2 separate regions of the Canis lupus genome follow, and region 2 is linked to region 1. The links are chromatin contacts, called in public Hi-C maps. All regions are on one chromosome and are shown on one strand. Each heading gives the region's core, a stretch centred on a gene start, on an enhancer-like site or on the middle of the called end of the contact. The rest is flanking DNA. Distances are from core to core; before and after follow the strand shown.

Region 1 (2,830 bases), core at 119-2,618:
CAGTCTGAGATGATCTTTCAAGAAAACAGCAAGAAATGCTATTCATTTGAGATGAGAACCTGGCCTTTGGTGCACTGTTCCATTTTAATTCATGGCTTATTGGCAATCACTCATCTCCTGCTGGAAATTAATTAAGGCTTGTGTTCAGCAGGAGCTGGTATTTGCTTTGAATCCTGGACCCTACTGTCGAAACTTTGAAATGACAAAAACATGTCTCCAATTTGGGGCTCGATGAGGCACATTTGAAGAGCCCCCTGTCGCTCTCAGCTATTCTGTTCTGAACAATGTGCTATAAATGTTCTCGGCAACAATGCACAGGGTGGATTTCAGCCACCTGGAAGTTCCTGCTGATTTTGCCAGGAAAAAAAAAAAAAGTCTACCTAGGACTGGACATAAAAGGCCAATTTGAAGGGGAAAAATTAGTATTTTCACTGGAGATTTAAAAATTACTCTCTTCATATTTTGCTTCTCTGGTCCTTTTATAAAAGAAGCAATGCACCATGTATAAGAAGGATAGTAAAAAGTTGATTATTTCTCACCCGTGAATTTCTCTTGTTTCTCTCCCAACTTCTTTTTAAAATCTCTATCCAGATTTGTGGTATTCTTCTAGCTTCCATCTACTTAGGAGGGAAAGTACAGCTCTTCCATTAGTGCAAGAACTAGCAGCTCCCTTTGCCGTAAAGGCAAATGGGGCCCAGAGACAAAACAACTGAGGAGATAAAATCATGACCTTGACTCTGAAACCCCAGATCTATATAAAGAGTAATGTGACAAAGAGGAAACAGGACACCTTTCAACCTAGATGCTCTTCTCATGTTTTCAGGAGCTGCTCATGGCAGCAGGTCTTCTATTTCAGGGATGCACACAGGATGTTAAGATGGAATCAATCCTACCTTTCCAGGAAAAGGCTATTTCTCACCTCTATTCCTTCTCCTAGTAAAAGCCACTAACCCTCTCCTAGTACAAGCAGCCTTGGAGTAGATTCCCTACCTCACAGCATAGCAGTGCAACCAGTGTAATTTTTTATAATTCTATTTGTCTGTTTACATTTTAATCTTATTATACCATCACTGTCCTCTATAGTCTGCAATGTCTAGATGCTATATTAATGACACAAGAGGATATTTAGTAAATGAAACTGTTTTTCAGTGGAAAAAAATAATACCTTAGTTTTTTTTTTTAATACCTTAGTTTTTAATCAAAAAAGAAGACAGAAGCAATCAGTCTTCTAACAGAGTTTGTATGTGGATAAAAAGACATGTTAAAAAATAAATTTAATGGGGAGCCTGGATGGCTCAGTCAGTTAAGCATCTGCCTTTGGTTCAGGTCATGATCCTGGAATCCTGAAATCCTGGGTTTGAGCTCCCAGTCAGGCTCCCTGCTCAGTGGGGTTCTGCTTCTCCCTCCCCTTGTGTCCCCCTGCCATGCTAGTGTTCTCTCTCTCTCTCTCTCTCAAATAAAATCTTTTAAAAAATACATTTAAAAGGTTAAAAATGGAAAGCAACATTAGGGCATGCAACAAGCAACTTCCATCAGCAGCAGTGATTAAAATGCTCTTTAAACACAGGGAAAGAAAAGCTAAATAGTTGTACTGGGAACACACAATGAGAAAATGCAATGCGTTGTTATTAAATGTCTAATTGAAAGCCAAAGTTTTAACTACCTAAAGCACAACACTGGCTCCTGACATTAGATAGAATACAATTAAGAGGTTAATTCTGACCCAATTAAGTCTATTTAAACAATTGGACTCATAGCTGATTTAAAGTAGCCACCTCTCTGAGTCATATTATCAAGTTGCCAGGGTCTTGAATAGCTGTCATGACATCTGTAGATGCTATCATGAAAGAGGAGTAGCTCCCCAAATTAAAGAGTTGGCAAGGCTTCCCTTGAAAGAAATTAGTTAAGAATCTACAGTATCTTTCCTGACAAGTTACCAGTAATTCATTGAACATCTATGCTAGCTAAATAAAGCACCAGGTAAAAGATTGCAGAGAATACAAAGAAGAGAGTCTAACTCTGGTATTAGCAGCAACTATGCAAGAAAAAAAGAAGAAAAATCCACAGATAATGAGAACATATAGGAAAACAAAAAGGGCTTACATGCATTGAGTTCTTCTTGGGTACTGGACACGATTTAAGGTACATCACACCTTAATAAGACTTTTAGTCTTCCCTACGTGCTTAGTAGGTAGTTGCTAGTATTATTATCCATTTTATGTATGAGACAGTTGAGGAAAAAAGGTTAAGTTATGTAACCAAGTGATTTCAGATAGCCACCGATGATGGCGCCAGGATTCAAATCTAGGTAATCTGATGACAATACCACAGTCTTGACCTCCAAATTCCAACTCCTGGAGATGACATAAATACTGCTAATGTTCTGGAGTGTTGCCATGCAATCACAAAGCACAGTTCCAATTATATACTTAGAATAAATCATTCAAGGCAAACGTACTGGGTCAAAGGGTATGCCCATTTTAAATTTCAATAATATGTGATATCTAGACGTTGAGTAGACTCGAATGGCAGGAAAGGTACAGGAGGGTATTCCAGATGGTGGAAACAGCATGAGCAGCAGGATGAATGGGCATCATGATCCAGCAGCAGCAGGAGCTCCATTTGTCTGGTGTGTGGAGGACAGGAAGGAATGCATAATGGCAGTCTTGGTAAAGCAGTGGATGCTCTCTTACCATCATTCTGAACACCTTTTTTTTTTTTTTTTCAAAAGATTCAGATTCCCCTTGAATCCCTGCAATTGTACCCAATTGTATTGGCAAAGCTTGCATTCATTATTTGATAGAAACAACAACAACAACAAAAAAGTAGT
Region 2 (2,888 bases), core at 337-2,836, 160 kb after region 1:
AAAAACATCCGGTCATTACACTGGGACGGAAGAAGAAAAGTGTAAAGTCCTCAGTAAAAGGATGTGTGTTTACATCTTTGCCTACGGCATCAAATAATTGGCATTAGCTTTCAAGGAAGCTGTGGCTCATGCTCCAAGTTAGGCTTGCACTTCCAACTGGACGAAATATAGACACAGACTCACTCCCCTAAGTAATTGGTTTCGCTACCTGGAATATTTAAATTGTTTTCAGACACTGGAAAATGGCTTAAGAAGATTAGAGAAAAATACCCTGGGGGATAACAGGCTATAATTTACTAGGTGGAAAATCTTTTCAGCAAGAAGAACACCTTATTCCCCTATAATTCCTCCGGTTTAAGAGATGTGTAGACCTACATTTCTCTAGATCCTGACAGCTCAGGTTTATCCCGGTGGGTCGCTCTTATCAAACCTTTTGAATGACACCCAGGACATGAAAACTGATATGATAATGTCCTCCATCTGACGATTCCCATGTTTTCAGCAATTATAAATGTAAGTGTTTGAAGCCAATGTGGGGCGGGGGGTGGGGGGGGCGTCGCTTGAAGTCTTGGGGTCCAGGGCTCAAGTGAAACCTGGAGGTCCGGCTCTGGGTTAAGCTCTGCCCCACTTGGCAAAAGATGTCCACAAACTGTGGGGGGGACGCCTTGCCGGGTCTGCTCCCAGCTGAAGACTCCAGCCAGCTCAGTTCTCAAAAGGGGAGCCCTCTCCATTGCCCGCAGGCCCGCTGCACACCCCCGGACCCCCGCGGGGCCCCCCGCCGCCCTCTGGCGCTCCTCATCCGTGCCCTCGCCGGCCACTCCCAAGGCCCCTCGCTCCGGAGCCAGGCGCGCAAGTTTGGCATCAGCGACCACCTGTCGGCTGGACCGCTGCGTCCTCTGCCGCGTGGGCTCCCATCGGAGCGCGGGAGGGTCGGGAGCAGTCACCCCACGGCTTCGGACCCGGAGGCCGGTCCTTCCTGGGACGCGCGGAGCAGGTAATGGGGGGGGGGGGTGCGCCGCGGGCGGGGAGGGGCGCGTCTCGGTCACACCCCAGCGCTCCCCAGCTGGTCCCAACTTCACACTTTCCAAACTCTCAGGCCGTCGCCGGGCAAAGCCCGCCCCTCCCGCTCCTCGGGCCCCAAGGCCTGAAGACCCTCAGGGGGCGCCGGCCAGCCCCCGCAGAGAGGGCCGCCCCGGACCCCGCCGGGCGCAGGAGCGCGCCAAGCCGCCGCTCTCCGCCCGCCGCCCGCCGCCCGCCGCCCGGCAGGGGCCACCCCGCGCGCCCCGAGGCCGCCCCGGCCGGAGCCGCTGCACCCATTGCATAACGCGCCCCTCGCCCCACCCCCACCCCCACGCCCCGCGCCCCGCCGGCGCCCCCAGCCCGCCGCCCCGACTTACATCATCCCACTTGACGAATTTGGTGCCCTTCTTGAGGCTGTCGGACACGCACACGGGCTTGAGTTGCAAAGCGTGCACTCCGGGCTGAGCCCCGGCCATCTGGGCTCATCGGGGCTCCGGGCGGCCCGGGCGAGCGCGGCAGGGACGGGGCGCGGGGCGCGGGGCGCGGGCTCCTTTCTCGGCTCCGCGGCGCTCGGCTCTGCTCCCCCGCCGGCCTCCCCCGGCCTCCCCCGGCCTCCCCCGGCCTCCCGGCCTCCCGGCCTCCGCACCTCCTCCGCGCGGCTCAGCAGGCGGGGCGCGCGGGGGCCAGGCGCCGGGCCATGCCCCGGGCGGGACGCGGGGTCGGGCGCCCGCGGGGGCTGCGGGGCCTCGGAGGGCGAAGGCGAAGGGAAGCCGAGCCGGGCGGCCGACGCTGCCAGCTGCCGCCGGGTCCTGCTCCTCCGCCGCCGCCGCCGCCGCCGCCGCCGCCTCGAGGCGCACCATTCAGCACATCCTCTACACACAGAGGGAGAGCGCGAGTGACACACGCTCGGCGCCCCCCCCACTCGCTCCTTCCCCTCCTCCCGCCTCCTCCCGCCCCGCTTCCCCGCCACCCTCGCTGGCTCGCTCCCTCCTTCCCCCGGCGGCTTCCAGCCCAACTTTGCGCGCTGGGTCAGGCGCCGGGAAGCGGGGACGCAGCGGCACCTCCCGGCGCCCGGGCCCCACTGCAGCCGACGCCGGCGCCGCCCGCGCCCTCTGAGCATGCCCCGTGCCGCGGTGGCTGGGGCGCCCGGGGTGCCCTGGAGCCGCGCGTCCCCTGGGGCTTGGCGCGGAACTCGCGCCGGAGCCTGACGCGTCTCCGGATCCAAACCGGCTGGAGAATGGGGGAGGTCGGGAGGGCCCCGAGAGGCAGCCCCCTCGCTGGAGCTCTCCAGCGCCGGCCACAGCCCAGCTCTTTGCGAATAGGACCTATCGGTGGGGAAGAGAGCAGTTGAGAGGCGGCGTGAGGGCTCTTTGGGGAAACCTCGGGGCGCCTGAGAGTTTGCAGCGCGCTGGCCTTGAAGCAGGGGCATGCGGTGAAGTCGTGCTTTGGAGAAAGCAAGCCCATCCCAAGAGAGACAATGGCTTTGCTTCCCATGGAGACAGAAGGCCCCCTCTTCTCTGCACGTGGTGTGTGTGTGAGAGAGAGAGGGACAGAGAGACGGACAGAGGGAAAGAGAGACAACGGAGAACGATGTCTCACGGATAGAAAACTTGCTCATTCAATAACACGAATCTAAGAATGTTTGTCTCCATTCAACAAACATTTCTCATTTCTTAGAAAAAGAGAGAAAGAGAGATACCCTCCACAAGGATAGGTGAAATTTAAGATCGCCAATACCAGTGTTTGAGAGGATATAGGGTAACTGGAACTCCCATCCTTTGCTGGAGAGAGTATGAAATGGTAAAGCCATTTTGAAGCAGTTTCTTATGAAAAGTTAAACATTTACTTATCATAATACCCAGGACTTT

What was found. A called contact is a pair of places that touch in the nucleus more often than the background predicts.
Region 2: a Hi-C map of blood shows a contact between it and region 1, with 8 times the contacts expected there. The contact joins the promoter of PLCB1 here to the enhancer-like site in region 1. A contact is called at or near these places in 4 of 9 Hi-C or Micro-C datasets (amygdala, blood and liver).

The regions. Positions count from the first base shown.
Region 1 is chr24:14,305,358-14,308,187 of UU_Cfam_GSD_1.0, forward strand. The region is part of intron 2 of PLCB1 (1-phosphatidylinositol 4,5-bisphosphate phosphodiesterase beta-1); the gene reads right to left. Among named protein-coding and RNA genes, the nearest start is that of PLCB1, 160 kb to the right of the region's middle. Within about 2 kb of position 1,369, at least 2 of the 20 cell types and tissues checked have an H3K27ac peak or open chromatin away from gene starts, as enhancers often do.
Region 2 is chr24:14,461,451-14,464,338 of UU_Cfam_GSD_1.0, forward strand. PLCB1 (1-phosphatidylinositol 4,5-bisphosphate phosphodiesterase beta-1) reads right to left here and starts at 1,587. Exons shown (of 32, transcript XM_038571644.1): 1 at 1,398-1,587. The coding sequence starts at 1,496. It overlaps LOC111092175 (a long non-coding RNA gene), which reads left to right and starts at 761. Exons shown (of 5, transcript XR_005377606.1): 1 at 761-994.